Linked DNA regions of Sus scrofa: all the other regions are linked to region 2. The links are chromatin contacts, called in public HiChIP or PLAC-seq maps. All regions are on one chromosome and are shown on one strand. Each heading gives the region's core, a stretch centred on a gene start, on an enhancer-like site or on the middle of the called end of the contact. The rest is flanking DNA. Distances are from core to core; before and after follow the strand shown.

What was found. HiChIP or PLAC-seq counts read pairs in DNA pulled down with a chosen protein or histone mark.
Region 1: an H3K27ac HiChIP or PLAC-seq map of alveolar macrophages shows a contact between it and region 2. The contact joins the promoter of PRR5L here to the enhancer-like site in region 2. A contact is called at or near these places in 3 of 5 promoter capture datasets (fetal skeletal muscle and liver), 5 of 47 Hi-C or Micro-C datasets (alveolar macrophages, embryonic fibroblasts, epiblast stem cells and 2 more) and 2 of 2 datasets of contacts at active chromatin or transcription factors (alveolar macrophages and skeletal muscle).
Region 3: an H3K27ac HiChIP or PLAC-seq map of alveolar macrophages shows a contact between it and region 2. The contact joins two enhancer-like sites. A contact is called at or near these places in 1 of 5 promoter capture datasets (liver), 29 of 47 Hi-C or Micro-C datasets (adipocytes, adipose tissue, alveolar macrophages and 15 more) and 2 of 2 datasets of contacts at active chromatin or transcription factors (alveolar macrophages and skeletal muscle).

What each region holds. Positions count from the first base shown.
Region 1 is chr2:24,811,153-24,814,231 of Sscrofa11.1, forward strand. It overlaps PRR5L (proline-rich protein 5-like), which reads right to left and starts at 1,490. Exons shown (of 11, transcript XM_021083180.1): 1 at 1,260-1,490.
Region 2 is chr2:24,629,992-24,633,187 of Sscrofa11.1, forward strand. No RefSeq gene overlaps it. Among named protein-coding and RNA genes, the nearest start is that of TRAF6, 23 kb to the left of the region's middle. Within about 2 kb of position 1,605, at least 2 of the 83 cell types and tissues checked have an H3K27ac peak or open chromatin away from gene starts, as enhancers often do. A contact at or near this core is called in alveolar macrophages, where this site is marked.
Region 3 is chr2:24,773,218-24,776,499 of Sscrofa11.1, forward strand. All of the region lies in intron 2 of PRR5L (proline-rich protein 5-like), which reads right to left. Among named protein-coding and RNA genes, the nearest start is that of PRR5L, 38 kb to the right of the region's middle. Within about 2 kb of position 1,299, at least 1 of the 83 cell types and tissues checked has an H3K27ac peak or open chromatin away from gene starts, as enhancers often do. A contact at or near this core is called in alveolar macrophages, where this site is marked.

The sequences.
Region 1 (3,079 bases), core at 240-2,739, 180 kb after region 2:
GACCTGGATGTATCAATTACTCAACTGAGACATTGTTGAAACTAGAAAGGTAAGCAAGCAGAAGAGCCAGGGACCTGCCCTAATTTTCACCCCAGGGCAAGGAAAGAGTAGGGCCCTACAAAAAAATTAAGGGGCAGAGATAGACAAAAATAAAGCTGGCTTCCTGCATATAGCCAGCGAGTCCTGTTTATTTAACATCTGTCCTCCCACCTATGTGGCAGCTTGGCCTGTCTCTGGCCAAGGAAGAGGTGACACACATTGAGCGATTATCATTCCAAATCCCTCCCTGTCCCCACCGGGCAGTTCCATCTTCTCGAGCTTGGCGAAAGCTGAGGACAACAGGCGAACCATTTAAGAGCGTCTGAGTTTCTGAAATGGATAACTCAGTGCTGCTGTTCGGCAAAGCCAGGGACGGAACGCCACACTCCAGGCCTCGTGACCCGGACAAAGAGACTCACTGCAAACCAAGCATTACTCACAGGGCTGGGCAGGCATTCGATTCACCTAATCCTGCAGAGTATTCAATCAGAATTGTGTTCAAACCCTGATTCTGCCCCCAGACAGCTGTGCGATCCTGGGTAAATTGCTTAATGTCTCTGTACTTCATTTGTAAAAAGGGGATGATTAAAGTTAACTCATCCCAGAGAGTTATTATGTAGAATTAATGAGGAAATAGAAGCAAACCATTTAGAACCTTGCCTGCCACCAGGTAAGGGACTCAGTACACATAGTTATCATTAGAGATCAAAGTCCTTCCAAGTGGAACCCTGCAGTAAGCTCGGTCTATTGTAAAGACCATTACACAAGAGGCACGGTGGTGTGCAGCACAGATTCTAGCACCAGGCTGCCTGGGTGGCACTCAGGCAAGAATGGAAAGCACGTTGTATTTTCTATAACTGCTATCAGGACAGTCAGCTCCACATAGTCATATGTCTACATGTCCGACACACAGAGTTAGCGCTTCATGATGGCAGCTATCATTAGAGGACTAGTCATCTCAACAAACCCACGGGGACCTTGACGTTTCCGGTCACCCAAAGACATCAAAGGCATGGAGTGGAGATCAGACAGGAAGAGTGCTTCCCTAGTCTAGAGGCTGCCGAACTTGACCTCAGTAGCTTTTTCATCTTTGTTTACCAGCAGACAGCGGCTCTCAAGCAAACAGGGTGTCTTGAAAGCAGAAAGCCATCCTCCTCTGGCTAGACCTGCAGCCGTGACCTCCAACCCCCACGCCCCACCAGCTGCTTCCAGACTCTCACCTGCGTTCCCTGGTCTGGTTCCTTCCTCCAGGGCAGGTCCCACCTGGCCAGGGAAAGGTGAGGTGCCACAGCCTTTCAGCCTCCATGGAGCCCAGCTCTCCCTGGGCCCATGTGTCCACTCAGCTCCCACTGCTCGGGGCCCCGAGGACTGCCAGAGGAGCAGGCGGAAAAGATGAAAAGCTGACACTCCCCGCAGGAAGTAATTGTTTAGCTGTTTTCAGCACTGAAAAAAACAAGCGTAACATTGGAGAAAGGAGAGCAAAGTGCCATTCAAGGCCATTGTCACGGCCTCCTCTCTGTGCATCGAGGAGACAAAGAGGCCCTGTGTGGGCGAGGACAATGCTCCGTGTTACCAGCCACTTCTGTGTTACTCCTGGGGACGGGAATGAGGCCACAGTGCCCTCCCGGGCCTGATGCTCACTGGACTTTGCTAATCACAGCCACCCGGCCAGTCAGCACTGGGAGAGCAACTTCAGACTCCCAGCCCACAGTGTTCTGTAATGGGGAGCAGGCGACACCCCATCAGGGGTGAGCACCTGGGTATGCGCCAGTCTTCTGGGCATGGCAAATTGCCAAGTACCCCTTTCCTTTCCCTTGCCTCCTCTCTTAACATGTTTTCAGAGACTCACCACAAGTTAGAGCTGAAAAAAAATCAGGGTGTCATCTCTTCAAATCCTCCAGTGCCGGCCTCAGGGCAGCCGCAATTGCTAAGACCAGATCATTCCTTACATAGTAGCGATTGCACCCCCTTATTAACCAGACACCCAGGTAGGAGCAAGCTCACAAAATGAGGCTCCTGACTTTAAATCCTGGTCCTGCTACTAATTACCCAAGCACTGTCCGTTTTTTTTTTCTCCCAGCCTTAGTTTTTCCACCTGTAAACTGGGATCATTCTTGGGTTAGTGAGGATTAAATGAGTTAATACATGTAAAACTCATAGAGAATTATGTGGCTTATAAAAATTGCTCTAGAAGCATGAATGACAAATTAGACGCTCACATTACACTTGCAATTTGCTTAGACTCATGAGGAGATGCTAAGGGCATGGCTGGAACCCCAGGATCTCAAACACCCAAATTCAGCCTCACCACCTATTATGGCCTAAGTTTTCCCCATTAGGTCCCTCAGGGAAGTTGGGCACCCAACAAATATCCACAGGGATAAGGCAGGTGACCAATGTATAGAGAGGACCAACGGCGACACTGCAGAGAGCAATGGGGACAGTGGGGATTCAAGCACTCGTGCCAGTGTTTGGGGGCAGCCAGGGCTCAGCTCTAGGCAACTGTTGTAACGTGAAAAGGTAGGAATGGCATGGCCAGGCCCGTCCATCTTTAAAGCAAAGCTGGAAAGCTAGATCTTTGTGTCAGATTTCCCTATTTTGAAACTGGTGTTTCCCGAGACACTGTTCATACAAAGTGAGCCTGGAATCATGCAGCTTGTGATGCCCGATCTGGACACAGAGGGCATTTCCAAGCCAGCACATATCTGTCATTTTCAGGTCTTCTGGCCTCAATTTGCCTGCAGTTTCCTGGTGAGATGATCAGGTCACTTTAAAGCCCCTCCTTGACCTGGAGCAAGTGGCACCAGATCAATAAAGATGAGCAGCCCTGTCTCCCTGGATACCTGCCCTCATCTCAGTTCATGAATTGGGAGTGAGGAAATGGAAAACCAGGGGCCTCTCCCTAAAGTGCCACAGCCCTTTGGCCTACTCCACCTACTGCTGGTGTTCCTCTGATAAAGCCTGGACTTAAGGGTGGGACCAAAGGGAAGACTGAGGGCTTAAGCCCCCATAATCTCCATCACCTCAAGTGCACATAAGT
Region 2 (3,196 bases), core at 355-2,854:
TACCCACAATAAATTAGACTAGATAGAGATAAATGAATAAATAATATGTACCCACCTAACATGAAAGGTTTATCAAACACTTGCTTTTAGTACATCTGATGCATTCTGATATTTTCTGTTCTTTTTTCACTTATAAAATATAGTCCCCAGAGCACAAATGGGTTTATCACAATGCCTTGCCTCCAGAGTCAAGATCTGAGGATTTAAAGTAGCCCAGAAGGCTAGAGGCCAAGTACACATACACACACAGTCAAGTGTCCACTGGGGTTAGTGGGGCCTTCCAGACTGTGCCTTGCTCTTGTTCCACCCAGTCTGGGCTCCAGCCCCATCCCCCACCTCACGCCACCACCCCACCCACCCCTGCCCACTCACAGTCTTGCCTCTTGGCTGTTCCTGATGTTCTTGCCTCTCTCTCCTTGACTCAGCCTGAGGTAGTCAGTTTTATTAAAGGAAAGCTCCGGTTCCACTGCTCCTCTGAATTCTTCTATGGACTGAAGGGCTAGTAAAACAAGATCCAGGAGTCCCCATTGTGGCTCAGTGGTAACGTACCCAACTAGCATCCATGAGGATGCAGGTTCGATCCCTGGCCTCACTCAGTGGGTTAAGGATCTGGCATTGCCATGAGCTATCGTGTAGGTCGCAGACCTGGCTCGGATCTGGTGTTGCTGTGGCTGTGGTGCAGGCCAGCAGCTGCAGCTCAGATTCAACCCCTAGCCTGGGAACTTCCACGTGCTGTGGATTTGGTCCTAAAAAGACAAAAAAAAAAAAAAAAATCCAGAACAATTTACAAACTCTTGTTTGATTTGGCTTTTGCCATCTATCTCCCCTGAGGCAAAGAGGTAGTGTGCTACTTGAATGAGGCAGGTAGGGTATGGGGAGAAGAGGGACGGAGATTTCCTAATACCTCAGAGAATTACTGGGGACATTTTCTTCTTAATTGGACTATGAGCTTTCAAGGAAAGGAATCAGAGATCTCTACTATGATCCTGGACTTCATTAAAGGAGAATTTTCAAAGAAGAGTCAAATTATGGCTCTCATACAGATAGCAAATGAGTGTGTGCTATTTTATTTAACTCTTAATGAGGGAACCCGGCAGATGCTGTAACCTGGAGAATCCAAAGGACAGACACACTTAGAGACCAAGAATATTTACATGAATGTCCAAATGGAGGAAAAACAAGAATCTACTTGCTAGAAGAGGAAAGTCAAGCAATCCTCTCCCCCAGGACATAATTTTTGTTTCCAGAAACAAGAATTATTTTGCATTGCTTTCAGTATCTATAGGACAGAGCTGTAAAGTAGCTTCCTGAGAGTGAGAATCCAGTAACCCAAGGCTGTCCTCTAAACTAGATAATGCATAGTGTTTATCAAAGCACAAAATTCCCCTACACCCTGCACTAACAACAGTTCATTGCAGCACATGAATTATAAATAAATAGACCTGTGGTGCCCATTCCTGCACAGATTGGACTGTTCCAATTTGTGTGAGGTGACAGCTTGCTTGTTTTAGCTCTTCCAAAATTGCAGGTTCAAAGTCAGGCATGAGCAGAGCAAACCCAGCTAAACAATCATTTGGCAGCAGGGGGCAGCAAAGCTTCATTCATAAAGAATGCAACCTTCAGAAAGAAATTTGTAAGATGGAGTTAGCCTGGAATCCTTGAAGTTTTAAGGTGTCCATAAATCCCCTTAGATTATAGGCATAAAGTTGTACTTCGTGCATTTTTTGGAGAAGAGATTCTTTAATTTGTTTTGCTTTGGGTCTGATGAAGGCTATGAAGCATTTTCCCCTGATATCGGAATGTCCACGTCCCAACTATCATATTCGCAAGTTGATTCCCAAATTAGCTTCAAATTAGAAATGCCTGAGGAACTATTGTCGAACCACAGCAAGTAGCCATTTTTGTAAGGTCAGTAAAGGGTTAAGTATCAGCAGTTTCTTGAGGTTCAACCAGTATATTCAGATTCCCAGTCACGTCAGCTCCCCTGTTCTGATACAGCCAGTGGGTGGATGAACATTTGAGATTGACCACCATCTCCAAGTTGAAGTTTAGGAAAATGGACTTTTGCACCCTAGTTCATCCCAAGGCCTCAGGTTTAACCCCAGTCATGTCTATCCACAGTGAACAGTGAGAGGCAAGTCGGTATTAGGGCCATCACTGCCACGCAGTTCACTGGGGGGCTTTCTCAAGGTGTCTCAAGCCTCAAAATCTCTTGGGGTGCTTCTTAAAATGCACATTGTTCAGAGTTCCCTTGTGGTGCAGCGCATTAAGGACCTGGCAGTCGTCACTGCAGTGGCTTGGATTGTTACTGCGACATGGGTTTGATCCCTGGCCTGGGAACGTCCATGTGTTGTGTGGCCAAAAAAAAAAAAAAAAAAAACATATGATTTGGCCCTCGCCAAATGTGTGGAATTAGATTTTTTGAGTGGTAGGCTGGAGAATCTGCATTTCTTTTAATTTTTTTAAAAATTGTAGTTGATTTACAGTGTTGTGCCAATTTCTGCTGTACAACAAAGTGACTCAGTTTGTGTCATTCTTTTTCATATTCTTTTCCATCGTAGTGTATCCCAGGAGATTGGATAGCATTCCTTGTGCTATATGTTGTTTATCCTTTCTAAATGTAATAGTTTTTGTCCCCTAACCCCAAACTCCCAATCTATCCCTGTCCCTAACCCCCCATTGGCAACCACAAGTCTGTTCTTTATGTCCCTGCATCAGTTTCTGTGAGAATCTGCATTCTGTAGGGTCCCTAGGTGACTCTCACAGAAGAAGGGAGGGGAAAATGATCTGGGGTCTGTTAGCTAAATCAGAGTGTAATTGTTAAAATGGTAAAGTCATGGCGCTCATTCAAATATAGAATGGGTGTGTGTTAAAGGTTTTGCTCAGTTCATTAATTTATGATGGAACCATTAGATGGTAAAGCAGATTCCAAAAACATTTGGAAAAAAAAAGAGTTTATATAATCCACTAGGAAAAGCATTTTCAAAACCAAGGAATGTTAGAATATGATTGCTAGGTTACAGCAGAAACCAGTTAATGTCCTACAAGCTATTAAGCCGTAACCTTTAGGGTTATCATTCCTACCAGATAGAAAGATACAGATTAACATGGAACTTTGCAGTATCTGGGCTACTATCACATAATAAATAGCAAAGTCAAACACAGATACATTCTCCCATAAAATTAAATAATCCGC
Region 3 (3,282 bases), core at 49-2,548, 140 kb after region 2:
ATGAGGTTGCGGGCTCAATCCCTGGTCTCGCTCAGTGGGTTAAGTAAGGATCTGGAGTTGCTGTGAACTGTGGTGTAGGTCACAGACACGGCTTGGATCCAGCATTGCTGTGGCTCTGGCGTAGGCCAGCAACTACAGCTCCAATGGGACCCCTAGCCTGGGAACCTCCATATGCTGCAGGTGCAGCCCTAAAAAGACTAAATAAATAAATAAATAAATGGAGGAATCCTGAGTTAGACCGCCTGGCTTCAGATCCTGGCTCCTTCAGTTAGCAGCACTGCAACCTAGGACAAGTTATTTCATTCCTCTGTGCCTTGGTTTCTTTATCTATATAAAAATGGGAATAATACTTTACATGCTAGAGTAGCTGTCAGAATTAAACTGAGGTAAAACTCATTCATTCCTGGTTGTTTTATTATACCTGTTATGTGCCCCACATTGTGCTAGGTGCTAGAGATACAGGGATGGACAAAACCGCTATGAATGGAGTTGCTTTTCTAGTGAGCAAGTAAATGATGAAATGAGATCATTTCTGCAGTGACAATTCCTATGTGCGCTAGGAAATGTGGAGCATAATATACACTGCTGGTGGCATGCAAGATTTTCCATGGGAAGCTGATGAATGTTTTTAATCACTTGTGATAGCTATATACTGACAATGTATCTTAGAGAAATACTGGCTTTTCTATTGATGATAATGACATTTATTCATTCAACAAACCTTGAGTACATACCAGGCACTTTATTAGGCACTAAGGGAATACAGCAGTGAGCAAAACAGAAAAACCCTTGAGCAACTGGAAGTGAAATTCTAAATTTTCATTTACAATTAGTATGGTCTTCCTTTCCAAGTAAATTTAACTTTGAAAAATAGAATCTATCTTTTTTTTTTTTTTTTTTTTTTTTTTTTTTTTTTTTTTTGCTTTTTAGGGCCTCACCCAAGGCATATGGAAGTGCCCAGACTAGGGGTTGAATCAGAGCTATAGCTGTAGGCCTACACCACAGTCACAGCAACATGAGATCCAAGCCACATCTGCGACTTAAAACACAGCTCATGGTGACACCAGATCCTTAACCCACTGAGTGAGGCCACCGGCATCCTCATGAATCCTACTCAGGTTTGTTAACCATGAAGGGAACTCCCTGAAAAATAGAAAGCATTTTATTAAGTAAACAATACCTTGTTGGTGTGCAGATATGGCAAAAAAATGATGGAAGTGGTGTAACATAAGCCATATCTGGGGCGCACTGGGTCCAAAGTCAGCTCATTTAGGGGCTCTACAGGAAGGAGTTTCCAGACTTGCCCTCTCACCAAGAAGGCTTGGCCACCTCCCCACCCCACCCGTTCCTCTTCCTCTGTTTATGTCTCATCGTCTGCTTATTTCTTTGACTGTGTTTTGAGGGGTATGCAAGATTCAATCAGAGTAGTTCCACTTCAAAATTACAAGAAAGCCCACTAATTGGATCAACTGTGGCAAAGCCTTGTAAATCAAGGAAACTTTGAATAAGAAAATATTTATAAAGAAAAGTGGTTTTCATTTTGGCTTATTATCTAGTGGGCTAACCACAAGCTGCACTACAGAGAACCTGTTTTTCTGACTCTATTAATATCCTATAATTACCCTGTCAAAGCTCCCATGTAAGTAGACCATATTGTACCTGCTTTCTAAATAAATACCACCTACTTGAGAATAATTTGTTCCTCAAGTAGACCAACAGGGTCTTGCCTCCCCAGTTAAATGAACAATGTACACATCTTATAGCATGTGGCTGCCGCTCACTTCATTATTTTGAAAATGAGAGTAATTTCACCTTGATTTGTCTTTGATCAGAATGGGGGTGATTGTAGGGAGAAAATTTATGTTTCAATGGAAAACTATAATCCACCCTGTGGGTTATCGGATTCCGGTCTTTGGGCTTATTTCACCTCTTGGGCTGCATCTCACACATTTTGTCAGAAATTAGTATTTCCAATTTTTCTTCCACCCTCTTGACTTGGCATCCTTGAGGACCGGAAGGTCCTTTTCCTAAAGCTTCGAAAGCTGAAGCTGGATGATTTGACATAATTTCAGAAGATATATCAGCACAGTGGTTGGGACACTTGGAAAGGTCACTAGAACACCTGTGTTTTTCATGTTCCCCTTAAGGCAATGGCAGGATCGTGACATTGTCACCACCATCTTCCCTCTATCACCCAAAGACATTTCAAGCTCAATACTTAGAAATCTCGATTGGTGGCACTCTGGACTAAGAAAAAAAGAGAAGAAAGAAAGGGAGTTCTCATCATGGCTCAGCGGTAACGAACCCGACTGTATCCATGAGGACGTGGGTTCAATCCCTGCTCAGTAGGTTAAGGATCCAGCATTGCTGTGAGCTGTGGCATAGGTCGCAGTCAAGGCTTGGATCCCGAGTTGCTGTGGCTGTGGTGTAGGCCAGCAGCTGCAGCTCTGATTCAACCCCTAGCCTGGGAATTTCCATATGCTATGGGTGTGATGGGTGTGACCCTAAAAAATCAAAAAAAAAAAAAAAAAAAAAAAAAAAAAAAGAAAGAAAGAAGAGAAAGAAAAAAAATAACTGGGTTTATAATTGGTTCCCACCATTAATCTTTGTTTTCCTTTTGTTCTTTTGATTCCATGGGAATGCTCCTCATTAAATGCCTGATTAAGATCTAATTTTGGTGGTGGCCTTACTTCCGTCTGTACCCTCACCTCCTGAAATGACACACAAGTGTTTAACCAGACTGATCTGATCCCAGGACTGAGAAGGTAGGTTGTGATACGGGCCAAATACCTCAACTCCTTAGCTGTAAACCATCTAGGGAGGTTTCAGATGGGGAATGAAGGAATTTGGAATAGACCACTGTGCAGAGTCTTTGTTCGGAAAGCCCCTCCTCTACCTAAAAGAATGAAACTGTCACCAACCTCCGCCCAGGAATTCACAGTGGGGGAAGATTGACCCCTATCTTGGAGATAAGAAGTTGGCACCAGGCTAAGAAATTACTTAAATACAAATGACCCTGACTACAGAACAGAAACAGACTGGCAGACGTGGAGAACAGACTCGTGGTTGCCAAGGCAGAGGGGGAGGCAGTGGGACAAATGGGAGTTTAAGCTTAGTAGATGCAAATGGTTACATTTAGAATGGATAAGCATTTCTTTCTTTCTTTCTTTCTTTTTTTTTTTTTTTTTTTTGCTTTTTAGGGCCACACCCACCATGGCACATGGAGGTTCCCAGGCCAGGGGTCTAATCTGAAGCTACAGCTGCCGGCCTACACCACAGCTC